2 separate regions of the Triticum aestivum genome follow, and region 1 is linked to region 2. A link is a contact called in public HiCAR-type data. All regions are on one chromosome and are shown on one strand. The core of a region is the stretch at or near the end of the contact, and the rest is flanking DNA. Distances in the headings are between cores, read along the strand shown.

The links. HiCAR-type assays count read pairs that join an accessible place to other places.
Region 1: a HiCAR-type map of leaf shows a contact between it and region 2, with 4 times the contacts expected there. The contact joins the promoter of LOC123058851 here to the promoter of LOC123062747 in region 2. A contact is called at or near these places in 2 of 5 Hi-C or Micro-C datasets (leaf and an unstated tissue) and 1 of 1 datasets of contacts at active chromatin or transcription factors (leaf).

The regions. Positions count from the first base shown.
Region 1 is chr3A:632,572,797-632,579,810 of IWGSC CS RefSeq v2.1, forward strand. It overlaps LOC123058851 (protein NRT1/ PTR FAMILY 5.10), which reads left to right and starts at 3,391. Exons shown (of 4, transcript XM_044481531.1): 1 at 3,391-3,560; 2 at 3,649-3,866; 3 at 4,395-4,888; 4 at 4,972-5,742. The coding sequence starts at 3,479. The coding sequence ends at 5,731. LOC123057051 (protein NRT1/ PTR FAMILY 5.10) reads left to right here. Exons shown (of 7, transcript XM_044480221.1): 5 at 1,185-1,433; 6 at 1,862-2,349; 7 at 2,431-3,273. The coding sequence ends at 3,205.
Region 2 is chr3A:632,310,085-632,316,915 of IWGSC CS RefSeq v2.1, forward strand. It overlaps LOC123062747, which reads right to left and starts at 2,623. Exons shown (of 2, transcript XM_044486396.1): 1 at 2,392-2,623; 2 at 688-1,159. The coding sequence starts at 1,136. The coding sequence ends at 846.

The sequences.
Region 1 (7,014 bases), core at 2,141-4,640, 260 kb after region 2:
TCTGAGAAATTTAGGTCCCCTCGCCTCCGACCGTCAGTTCATCTGCTAGGGTTTTCTCATGCCGTTGTCGTCGCCATCATCTGAGAAATTTAGGTCTCCTCGCTTACGGTTGTCATCTTGACGCTGAGAGGTGGGGGGGGGGGGACCTCAGATCTTCAGGATCTTTATGTTCTTTGCCAACGTCTAGTGATCATTATAGTTTTGCGAGAGTAAATTTGCTATCATCCTTTTGGCAGTGTCATGAGGTTAAAGAGTTTTATGTCCTCGCATATCTGATTAGCCGGATTTGATGAGTTTATATTGTTGTGTCAAACTTTTTTTGTTGGTCTGGTTCTTCGTGGAGATGAAATCTTGCATCGACACCATGGTGAAGATGTAGTGATTCGACGGTCTGCACTTGTAGGGGGTCATCCCCCGTCCAAGTACGTTCATCGATAAAGGCTTCCCGTCTTTTTGGATGGACGACTCATGGCGCTTTTAAAAACCATTATTAGTAATGTTCGTGCGAGTGAAAAAGTGACATCATCGTTGCTCCAATCCAATTACAGCTTTGTTACTGAAGTCTTTGGAGTATTTCTTCGAGAAGAGATTGATACCACGAAGGTGTTTTCAAGAGATTTTATTGTAATTCTTAGTCATAAGAGTTACTTTGTATTTTTTTGGATGTTAGGTCCAAATTAATGTATTTGTAATTGTTATGAGTATGAATAAAGTTACAGATGTTTCTAAAAAAAAACCTCGTCCATTAGAAAATTGTCTCGGACAAAAGAACCTCGTCCATTATTCTGCGAAATTAAAAATAAAGGATAGATTCTTTGGTTTTAGGAAAGTAAAAGTCTAACTGGTAGTACTGGTGAGTACTGAAGGCCTACTAGTGAGTACACTTATATCCCAAAAGAAAGAAAAACTAATAATGCTAATACATGATGCAAGCAGCAGCTCTGTTAACGTTTCCATTGGCCGGCAGGAGTGTGTTTAAGGCCTGCCGAACGTAGCACTTCGCAAAATTCCCTCTCAGACGGGGAAGGAATGGACTCCGGCGCGCTCCTGCCTCCGGGTGAGCCGTCAACCAACGGCAAATCCGGCGGCCGCGGCGGATGGCCAGCCGCACTCTTCCTGATAGGTACTCCTCCGTCTGAATTATATTCAACTCTCAAGCAGTCAAACTCCAACAATGACCACAGCTAGCTGTTCCCCCGCGCCATGGCCCTGCAGTGGTGGAGTTCGTGGAGCGCGTCGGCTTCTACGGCGTGCAGGGCAACCTGATCACGTACCTCACCGGCCCGCTGGGTCTGTCCACCGCGTCGGCCGCGGCCGGCGTGAACGCCTGGGCCGGCACCGCGTCGATGCTGCCGCTGCTCGGCGCGCTCGCCGCCGACTCCTGGATCGGCCGGTACCGGGCCATCGTGGCCGCCGGCGTCCTCTACCTCGTGGTTGGTTGGTGAACCCGCTCTCAGTTTTTTGACGTTTTGTCTGTTTTTTAGCTCCCTCCACGATCGTCCATTTGCCGTCTGTTTCATTTCTGAAATATTATAGGTTGAAACGGTAGGTTTACCATCGTTTTCTTAATTTTCAGTGCGTGTGACATCACTGCTACGTCGCTTTTATGCGCGACTGTGATGTTAATCATTTGTGTTGTCGAATTGGATCTTTAATTCTTTACACAAGGAATTTAGGATCATGGTGGCATCTTTATATGACGAGATTGGATCTGTTCCTAACATTTTAGGCCTAAAATGACAAAAGCATACGCTTGTCCTGAAATCGACATTGTCTGAACCTAGTTATTCAGTTCAGCACAGTTCAGTGAATAATTGTACATACCAGCAGCTCAAAACAGTATAAACTACGTTATGGACAGAGCTTTGGGATGCTGACGGTCTCATCCATGGTGCCACCACGTCAACCTCAACCAGCGGCATCCCCTCCCCGCGCGGCGTTCTTCTACGCCACGATCTACGTGGTGGCGCTGGCGCAGGGCTTCCACAAGCCCAACGCGCAGGCCCTAGGCGCGGACCAGTTCCCCCGGAGCTCCCCGGACAGCATCGCGTCCCGGAGCTCTTTCTTCAACTGGCTCCACTTCTCCATGTCGTGGGGCTTCATCGTCGCCGTCGTCGCGCTGAGCTACGTGCAGGACAACGTCGGCTGGGCCGCCGGGTTCGGCGTGTGCTGGGCCATGATGCTCGTGTCCCTGTCCATGTTCTTGCTCGGCACGGGCACGTACCGTGTCACGGAGCAGCCGCGCGACCGCCGTGCTCTCGCGCGGCTCACGAAAACGTTGGCTGCCACGGCGCGTACATGGACGGACATGGTCTTTCGCCGCAGCGACGGCGCCATGGACGGTGAATGGTAAGTTCGATGTCCATTTATTATATGATGCCACGCTGCAGGTGCCATTACCGTAATTAACCTACGTTTATGCCGGTGCAGTTTACTGAGGCCAAAAGAGCAGGAAGGCAAGGGGGTCATGGTGAAGCTGCTTCCGATATGGATGACCAGCGTCGTGTACGCAATGGTGGTCGTGCAGGTGTCCACTCTGTTCACCAAGCAGGGCAGCACCATGGACCGGCGCATCGGCGCGGCCACAGGCCTAGTCGTGCCCCCGGCGGCGCTGCAGAGCTTCGTCGGCCTCGCCATCATCGCCTCCGTCCCCATCTACGACCGCGCCTTCGTGCCCCTCGCTCGGCGCGTCACCAAGCACCCCTCCGGGATCACCATGCTCCAGCGCATCGGCGCCGGCATGGCCATCGCGTCCGTCGCCATGGCCGTGGCAGCGCTCGTGGAAGCCGCGCGCCTCCGCGCGGCGAGGGACGCCGGCCTGGTCGACAGTCCGGGGATGGCGGTGCCGATGAGCCTGTGGTGGATGGTGCCGCAGTACGTGCTGCTGGGCCTCGCCAACGTGTTCACCATGGTGGGCCTGGAGGAGTTCTTCTACGACCAGGTGCCCGACGCGCTCCGGAGCGTGGGGCTCGCGCTCTGCATGAGCATCATGGGCGTGGGGAACTACGCCAGCGGCATGCTCGTCTCGGCGATCGACTGGGCGACGAGGCGCACCGGGGAGAGCTGGTTCTCGGACAACCTCAACCGCGCGCACCTCGACTATTTCTACTGGGTTCTGGCCGGGGTCGCCGCTCTGGAGGTGCTCGTTTTTTTGTATTTCTCCAGGAGATACGACTACACTGACAAACGCGAGCTTGTAACGTAGAAATGCGTCTCATCCCGGAAGAAACAATCGGTCTGCATCTCATGCTTCACTTGGCGGAACATTTCTTGATCTGTACTTCATTCTAATAATACAAAAATAGTTACTGGTTTGATTTAGACAGGCCCCATCTTAATCACGCGAGCCACATGGTGCTAATAAATAGTAGTACTACGATGGGCCGCTGTAATATCTAGGCAGGACGCCCCGCAGACGGAACAAACTGAGTAGATCACGCACCGGCACCACCTCCGGCCGGTAGCCAAGGCACGAAGGATGGAGTCAGGCGGGCCACTCTCACGTTCAGTCCCACGTCGCGACGGCCGCGGCGGCTGGCGCGCCGCGCGCTTCATCGTCGGTAATCTCGCCGATCATTCCCCGCGTTGACTTGCCATGGATGATATATACGTGAAGTCTGAACTGCCATGTCTGCTCCGTGCGTGCAGTCGTCGGCTTCTTGGAGCGCATCGGGTTCAACGGCGTGGAGGGCAACCTGATCACGTACCTCACCGGCCCGCTGGGCATGTCTACCGCGGCCGGCGCCGCCGCCGCGAACGCCTGGTCCGGGACCGTGCTGGTGCTGCCGCTCGTCGGCGCGCTCGCCGCCGACTCGCGCCTGGGGCGCTACCGGGCGGTCTTGCTCGCCGGCGCGCTCTACCTGCTGGTCAGTAGTAGAACTCCGCTCCCTCCTCTGTTCCAAGCATCATATTCATACCCACGACGTGCCTTGATTCCATTGCCATCCAGACCTCTTGCGATGGGAAGGGGACGGAGCCATCCATGTGATGAGGCAGCTAGTCACGCTGAGACCAATAAAATAGTGCTAGTAGTAGTCAAGCAATGCCCGCTGAGAGAAGAAATGAGACGAGGAAAGTAATCAAGCCGTGCAGTTTAAGTTCTAGCAACACGCAATTCGCGCGCACACGCAGCAGCAACAGCAGCACACACGCAGCAGCACGCACGTAGGGCGATGTCGAGATGGCCCCATCTGTGAATCACCCAAGTCCGTTTGAGGGTTCTGCTAGACATGGTTAACTCCTCAAAATAGAAATTTTTGACAAGTTAAAAGTTTTTAAAGGACCGGCTAGAGATGTTTTGCTTTGAAGTTGTTGCAGTTTGTACACTCGCTTGTAACGTTTTCGCGTCCATATTTGACATCGCGTTACTAATGTTGGTGTCTGATGATGAGCAGAGCCTGGGAATGCTGACCGTCTCATCCATGCTGCAAACGCGACAACTTCGTCCGGCCGACTGCCATGGCACAGCCACCACCTGCTCGCCGCCGCCTTCGACATCATCATCACCTGCTCAGCTCGGCTTCTTCTACACCGCGCTCTACCTGCTGGCCCTCGCGCAGGGCTTCCACAAGCCGTGCTCAGAAGCCATGGGCGCGGACCAGTTCGATTCCCGTGCGGGCGCGTCCCGGAGCTCCTACTTCAACTGGTTCCACTTCTCCATCTCGTGGGGCTACGCCATCGCGGCGACCGCGGTCACCTATGTCGAAGAGAACGTCGGCTGGACGGTAGGGTTCGCCGCGTGCTGGGCCATCATGGTGGTGTACCTCGTTGTCTTCTTGCTTGGCAAGCGGACGTACCGGGTAGAGCGGCCCGTGGACGGCAGTTCCTTCGGGCGGCTCGCCGAGAAGTTCGTCTTTTCTCGACGTGATGCCACCATTGACACCCAACGGTGAGCGCGTGCGAGTGCAAATTGACCTGTTGACTGGCAGATGGCATCACAGTGAGCACTGACGGCTGTGTCTACTTGTGCAGGCTTTTGGAGACAAATCAGGACGGGTTCCTCGTTAAGCTGCTTCCTATCTGGCTGTCAAGCTTAGTGTTTGCCGCGTGCATCTCGCAGATCACCACCCTATTCACCAAGCAGGGCAGCACGATGGACCGGCGTCTAGGCGGGGCCACGGGCCTCGTCGTGCCGCCCGCGGCGCTGCGGCGCTGCATCAGCTTCACATTCATCGCCATGGTCCCTGTCTACGACCGTGCAATTGTACCGTTCGTGAGGCGCCTCACCGGGCACCCCGGTGGAATCACCATGCTCCAGCGCATCGGCGCCGGGATGGTCACGGCCTGCATCACCATGGTCGTCGCAGCGCTCGTGGAAGCCAAGCGCCTCCGTGTGGCCAAGGACGCGGGCCTGCTCGACCTGCCGGACGTGGCGGTGCCGATGAGCCTATGCTGGCTGGTACCGCAGTACGTCCTTATCGGCCTCGCGGAGGTGTTCAGCTACATCGGACTGGAGGAGTTCTTCTACGACCAGGTGCCGGACGCGCTCCGCAGCGTGGGGCTGGCACTGTCCCTGAGCATCTTCGGCATGGGGAGCTACGCTAGCGGCATGCTCGTGTGGGCGATCGACTGGGCCACGACGAGGGGCGGGGGAGAGAGCTGGTTCTCCGACAACCTCAACCGTGCGCACCTCGATTACTTCTATTGGATCCTGGCCGGCCTCGGCACTTTAGAGGTGGTCGTGTTCTTGTACTTTGCAAAACAATATGCCTACCGAGACAAACCTGAGTAATGATTCGTACATCCTCCATCAGTTTCACGAGTATTTGGCATTTTCCAACCGACGCCTAATATCATTTACCCTTCGTTAGGCACCTATTAGTTTTTTTTAAAAAAACTAAATTACACTAATAGGGCAAATGGTTATTTTGGTGTTAAAAGTTGCGGTATACATAATGGGAGAAATGGTTACTTTGGTGTTAAAAGTTCCGGTATACATCGCAGTGGTAAAACTTGGCTGGACATGCAAATACTTTGCTTACCGTGTTTGTATACAAAAAATCTGCACTGACCAGGCCCATGAGGCCGGCTGTCAGCCACAGGACCGGGAGAAGGATTGTGTGGCCTCAGTTTTTGGACAAACTCGTTGGATTTTCTTCTTCCTCACAAAAACCCCTATGGATGTGGCATTTTTTACCGATGGCTAACACAAAAGGTATACTTCACCCTTCTGTTGGAATGACTTATATAGATAGCTTTTGGAGGTCGAGCTCCATGGAGACCTCCATTTGCAAAATTCATCAAAAAAAAAAATTACGTTTTAAAAAATTCAGAAAAAAATGTCGATATATATGGAGGCAGAATGCACATGTGTGTAAAATTTCGGAACAAATACATTGTAATGAGGGCTGTGGAAAAAAAAACCCAGGGGCTTTTCAACACATGATACTTTACGTCCTCGAAGTCCATGATTTTTTTTGTACATGTCACATTTCAAGGTATTTCATCTTGAATTGCACACACATATACATTTCATCCTTGTATGCTTGCATATTTTAACCATTTTTTCTTTAATAGAAAAAGTACACATGCCTTATATTAAAAATATTTATGAATATTCATCTGGGTATAATTTGTACACATACCTTATATTGAAAAAATATAATTTAAATATTAGACAAGATTGAATATTCATGTCGATAGTTTAAATCTTAAATTATGAATATTTGTAAATATAATAATATTGAAATATGCAAATGTGCATATAATTATTGAAATGATTGTATAATTAAATAATATTTTGAATTGTAATATATATTTAAAATTTTCAAACATTTTCATAATTCAAAAAAAATTGAAATATATGAATACTTTTAAAATAATACATGAACAATTTTACAAATAAGTCAGATAAAAACAGACGCGTGTTCATTTAAATCATCGCGTTGGGTCGTCTTTTCTGCCCGTTTCAACCCAAACAGCACGCACGGACGAATTGGATCAGCGCGTCGAAGTTGCTCTTATCTTTGTCTTCCTCCCGGCCGCTAGCCTTAGCCAACTAATGGCAACTGACAA
Region 2 (6,831 bases), core at 1,373-3,872:
TTTGCTTATCATTTGGTCTTACTGGCAACTTCAGCTGTTCTGAAATTTATCTCCTGGACAATTAATTTCACTTGGAGCAATCTGTTAAAATTGATTGCATTTTCATGGAAAATAGCATCAAGATTGCATGAGCACATCAATTGATCCTCGGCCAGAATATTTTAGCAGGTCAAGTAACCACGTCAAGGCAAACAAATAGAGCTCATACAGCCAGCCAAATGTAAAAAATACATAATAAAATAAAACGAAACAAAACAGCTGGATTTCTCATGGCCCTCATGGATGGACACTCACACAAATACATCAAAAGAATGCACCACCATCCATAGCTGCGAAAATATCTGGACTTGATAGATCGCCAGTTGACATCTCAATCAAATTAGATTCGATTTATCATTCAGGCGCGGCAACAGAAAGATGGACGCTTACTACACAAATTGGCAAATTATATAACAAGCCAGGAGCGGTCTCTATAGGTAGTAACCAGTACTCTTGTATTACTCCCTCCGTTCCTAAATATTTGTCTTTCTAGACATTTTAAATGACTATTACATACGGATGTATGTAGACATGTTTTAGAGTGTAGATTCACTCATTTTGCTCCGTATGTAGTCACTTGTTGAAATGCCTAGAAAGACAAGTATTTAGGAACGGAGGGAGTATATAACAAGCCAGGAGCGGTCTCTATAGGTAGTAACCAGTAGTCTTGAATAATTTGCTCTTTGATTGAGCGCGTACTAATATAGTACATAGATATCCAGATGTATACTAGAAAATGTACATCAACTCCTGCCAGATAATAGTCCAATGTCCAGCCTGGGGATAACTGCTGGCACCCTACTACTCTAGTTCCCAACAACGATCTCGTCGAAGTTCCAGTCCCTGACAAGATCCCTTGAAACAGCACGGCTCCGTTGAAGGCGAGGAGCACCCTCAATGCCTTGTCCAGTGGCCATTACAGGTGTCACCTTTGAGGTTCCCACACAGTTAGCAGGTCCTGCGGCCAAAATTTTCCGCGATAGGCAGGCAACAGCAGCTCCACACCTGTTTTCCTCCTCTGAGCTTGAGACTGAATAACTTCTGAAAGACTGTGAAGGGCTGCTCATGCCATGGCATACGAGACACGCTAGACTCATGATTGATGGTAGAGCTGAAATTACTGCAACAGAAGAGCCAAGTATCAGAACAATATTTCAGCATAATTGCAAAATTCTATCAACCCAAGGCTTGCGTTGTAGTATCCGATGACAGGCAAAACAAAGAGCCACAGGTGAAGCTCTTATGAGGTCAATGAGGACTGAGATCTCCCTTTTTAGTCACATAACTCATTAACTTGTTGAATTATCTAGAGTCCAGTGAATAATTTGATAATAATCCCCTCATTTCATGACTAATATATTTTGCCTCGCTGTTCGAACTCTCCCTATCAGCTGAACTATTAAGAACAACTCCGGGATGGATTCTGAAACAAACATATCCAAACAAAAATGGCAAGCCCAAGCATTTTCTTTAGCAAAGACTGCTGTTTGAGTAAGCAAAAAAGGAAAGCACATCAGGCAATTCAAATTACTTCCTGAGAATGTTTTATCATAATTATCAGCATCAGTTCCAGATTACATTAGCTCAACCATTGGAAAACGGCAATATGTGACTATTAATTAATACGTAATTGATATGCAAGTTCAACAGTTTTGAGTTAATTGACGCAACATCATGCAATCCAGAAAGCAACACAGAAAATAAACCACATAAACAACAGATCTTGGCAGATTGATAAAGAAAAAGGTAATGACAAAATTTTAAGCATATCCTTAAGAGAACTGGTCATCTACCTTGTGGTTAGCACAAGCAAGAAAACTCCATGAAGGGATTAGCGCAATTAGTGGATGTTTTGATAACTGACAAATCCCTAAATTTTCTCCAGCTTTCCTAGAGTGCATCGGTCTCGGAGATTTGCAAATTCAACCAGCGATTAACGGACACTTTGACAACGGACGAATCCCTAAATTTTCTCCAGCTTTCCTAGAGTGCCTTGGCACCGGAGATTTGCAAATTGGGCCCTATATAAATGATGGAGGGAGCACATACTATTTGAGTGACTGGGCATCAGAGTTATTTGGTACAAGCATAAATTATTCCAGCGAAGATGAACATGACGGTTCGACGCCAGTTTTTTTTTTATCAAAACAGGCAAGATAGCATGCAATGCCCCGTTGTTCCCCACGACACTAGAAAACTACCGTCACGACTCTTGGAAAAATTCGCAATCAAAATTTTGAGAGACCCAACTAGAGGCGGGTCTAGATGGTGCGCGGGTGCGAGCGACGCACCCATAGATTGTGGAAGTCGGGTGGGGTTTCAACGAATCACTGGGCAAAAACAAGATCATACCTGAAAACCCCCCAATGCTCAAAATCGCGGACGGGGCGGAGACAGCAGGGACGCGACGAGGAGGAACGGGAACGGAGACGGCGGCGGGGGTTGGGAGGGGGGACAATCGAGGGCGTCGGCGGTGAGGCGGAGGTACGGCCGGCGTTAGAGATGTAGGTCAGGACCCTCGGGGTAGGAAGGGGAAGAGAGGAGACGAGACAGGCTCGGAGGAAATTTGCCAACAAAAAGAAACAGGTCCGGTTGGGAGCAGCCATTATAATTTGTCCCACCGCAAAATCGGGGAACAGCCACATGTGGGCTGTTAATGGGCCTTGGCTGGTTGGTAGCGTGTTGTCGGGTCAAAGGCAAACAGCGTCGCCAGAGCTAATTTTCTAGTCAGAGCTGTATCTCGCTCAACGCGAGATGGAAGCTCGTCTCTCCCGTCATTGCTTAGCCGGCCCGCATTGGTGTTCTTTTTTTGTTCGCTGGCTTCTGACCGCACTGCTGTTCATTGAGTTGGTCCGTTTTTCTTTCGGTTCTCTTTGTTTCTTCATGGTTTATTTATTTTTCAGACTTACTTCTTAACCGGGTTTTTTATTTCTTTCTCAGTTTCACTGAGTTTTTCCGTACGATTTCTTCGGTTCCTCTGTTTCTTTCTTGGTTGTGCTGGGTTTTTTTTTGCTTCATTTATCTTCAGGTTTTATTTCATTTTTTGGTTTTCTTTGTTTTTATTACTTTCTCAGTTTTCATTGTTTTCATTCTTTTTTAAAGGTTTCTCCATTTCTCTTTGTTTATTTATCTATTTTTATTGGTCACTTTTTCGTTCAACACATGTCCATTTTTTCAATACACAGTGTAAACTATTAGTGTATACATGAAATTTTTTGTTGATACATGTTGCACTTTTTTTGAAAATAAGATGTATATTTTAAAAGTATATATTTTGAAGACTTGTTTGAATACATAGTTTACATTTTGGCAAATATATGTTTTGATGTCTATTTTTCCCATACAAATTCTACATTTTTTGTATACATAAGAATTGTTTCCTTACACATGCTTAACATTTTACAAATATGTGATTAACATTGTTTCATATATGATGTCTACATTTTTATACATATGAGGCATTGTGCATAGATATTAAACATTTTTGTACACGTTTAAATTTTCTATACATGCTTAACATTTTATTCATACACATTATACATTTTTTTTGTATACTATGCAAACATTTTTTGCATTTTGTAAGCATTTTTAAAAATAGCAGGAACATTTTTTATTGTCAAAAACATTTTTTGAAGCGTATCACATTTTTTACAATCGCGCTAACAGTTTTATTATTATTATGTTAACATTTTCAAATTTGCAGTTTGAAATGTCTTTAAGTAAATATAATTTTCTGAAATCCGTGCATTCAGAATATTTTCTAAAAGATGGACAAAAAAGAAGAACGACAAAAGCCACGATTTACCTATGCAATCGAGGGCGAGCCGCGAGGGACCGAGCTGTGATATTTGTTGGGTGGGCGGAGCCCATGTATTGTGCGCTTGAAGAGAGTGCTTTCTTTCAACTCGTGGCAAGAGAGACATAGGGGTTGTTTGGATTATGCCCATGCCAGCCTGCCAACTCGTGGGCACGCCAAAAACTTGGCGAACGTTTTGCTCGCTCACGTCTCAGCCAAGTATTGGCGTGAAAATGAACTGCAGACTAGACGCGAACCAAATAGTTGGCGTCCATCCAAATACATGGCTTCCGGCACGAAACCAAACATGCCCATAGCACTACCCTTATTTTCTCACACGTTGCGAGTTGTAACTCAGTCTCGCCTCACGACGCAAGGGAGTGGACCGCCCCCAGTTACACTTCGGCTTGGTTTCTTCTCTGTGTGTGTTTTTCTTACCAGCTTTTCTATTTTTTTTGTTTTTCATTTTTTTTGTTTTCCGATTTTCTTGTGTTCCTTCACTGGGTTTCTTCCTTTGACCTTTTCTTTTTCTTCTTTCAACTCATGTATATATTTTTAATACACTTTTTTACATTTTTGTCATACATATGGTTTTTTATACACATTGAACATTTTACAAATACATGATGCATAATTTATTCACATACTACTTGTTAGATCTATGTTAAACATTTTTCGAATGCATGTTGAATATTTTTTTAAAACTACGAGAAAATTTGCTTCAGGCTACAAACCTTGATCTTCAAGGCCCAGCCGATATTCATGCATTACATATTAGCCCAGATACCTATATTTAACCCTTACTAAATCTAAGGATCCACGAGGGCTATTGTATTACAAAGAGATGGAGATTGGATGGTGATGGTGTAGACGAATGATGATGATGCCGCAGTGAAGCCCTTCTATCGACTCCCCTTTGGATTTCTTCCGGAGGCCAGGGTTCTTTGTTCTGGAGTAGTTTTTGATGGCTGTAGTCTGTAGACGTCCGATCCTCGATACGATCGTGTGGGTAGAAGTATTGGAACAGGGGTGACAATGACAATATGTACGACCGGCAGTACGAGTGTGCGTGATTATACCAAACACCGTCGATCGCTACGAACCCTTTTGTTGCATTTTTCTTCTCTATTTTCGTTCTTTCTTTTTACGGCAGTCTTTTATCGTCCCAATTAACATGATTTTGACACCATATCCTTGGGATTCTTTCCTTGTGCCACAAAATACCTCCGTTGATGAAATCCCGACGAAAATAGATAGAAGGGTACGGGAACGCGGTTAAATCGTGAAAAACCTAACACCCAAAAAAAGACGTATTTTTACGCAAAAAATGGACTCGTTACCCTCCACCCATGGGCTACGCCTCGACCCCGTACAGTGGCGACCCTCCAGGCAGGGGCGCACTCACCTTGAGGCGGCAGAACCTTGAAGGAGCGACAGGAACGCTACACCGACAATAACACATGATTCGGGTCAAGGGAGGAGATCAGGAGAAGGAGGAAACATGGGGGAGATGAAGGGGTGCACCGCCCCATGGCCGCTTACTCATGGGCTAGCCTTTGGCCGACGGGACGACGCGGGGGCAAGCAAATCTAAAAATCTAAAATGTGGTAGTAATTTGTAATTTACTGGTGACTCACATGATGCATGTCGCAGTCAAATCTGAAGCCATGATGGTAGCTCCGTGACAGAGAGACATGCTACTCTTTTTCCTGGAATCACAGAGACTGCTGACCGTGAGGTAATTAACTACGGAAATACTTCACGCACGACGTTCGGCGGGACGACACTCGCACGACGTTAATTCAACAGTCTGCTGTTGTGGTGTAATACTTTTTTTTGCGGCTTGATGTCGTCCGTGTAGCGGTGCTCAATCAACTATGCAGCCAGGCACATCATTTCTGCCTTTTATTATATGTTTATTATATATACATCAACAAAAAAGAACAAAATGTATTTTTATTCAAGCAAACAGCTCAAAAAGGAAAGAAAATCGATTTTTTTTATAGTGATACATGTCTCATTCATATCATAAAAAACAAAGTATAAGTTACGTAAAGACCGACAAGACAAAACTGAAAACATAGTAGAACTTCTCTGAGCTTGACACCAACGCTCATCACCTACCTCCGGCATCATCACAGCAGTCATTGAAGAAAAGAATGACGAATCACCACCTCACCCGAGCTTGAACTAGTGGTGATTCGTCAAATAATTTAGTGTAAAATAGTTCGAGCTCTGTAACCTAGTACAAATAATTTTACATTAAATTTGAACTAGCTCTACACGCTAGTTCAAATAGTTTTACACTAATCTTGAACTAGGTTATGCAGCTTTTACGCTAGTTCAAATTATTTGTATTAGGTTATAGAGTTAGTTCAACTCTAGTGTATAATTATTTGTACTAGGTTATGCAGCTTTGCAGACCTCCAAGGTGGCTCACCAAAAATGAAGCCCTTGCCGTTGAACGAATCTGACAGGGTAACACCCTGGACACGTCATCGAACTCCAGATCTGGCACCCCACCACGACTAAGACGCCGAAGGAGGAAACCATACATGCCATCCATGAACCGCGAGTCCAGCATATGTTCTGTCTTACAGATGTCGTCGATGCAGACCACAATCTGCATCTGCTCCTGGACTACCTCCCAAGCTCCGCGCCGACGGTGGAGCAAACGTCGTCGCAACGGCAGAGCCCGAGGACACAGGTCCACCACGAGGATGCCGCCGCCGTCACGCCATCCTTACTTGAACAGACTGGTTTTCAAATCCATTCCCAACCATAGGATCGATGGCCTTGTCAAGGAAGAATCTAAAGAATATTTATTCAGCGTCGTCATCGTTGCCACCGAAGCAAAGACAATGAACAATCTAAAAACCTAAACTACGAGGGAGTAAAATTAATCCATACGCATGAATCCGGCAGCCCCTCGCCACCGACGACCGAGGTCACCGGCGGAGGGGGGCCGCCGAAGAACGGCGGTGGAAGATCAGCCT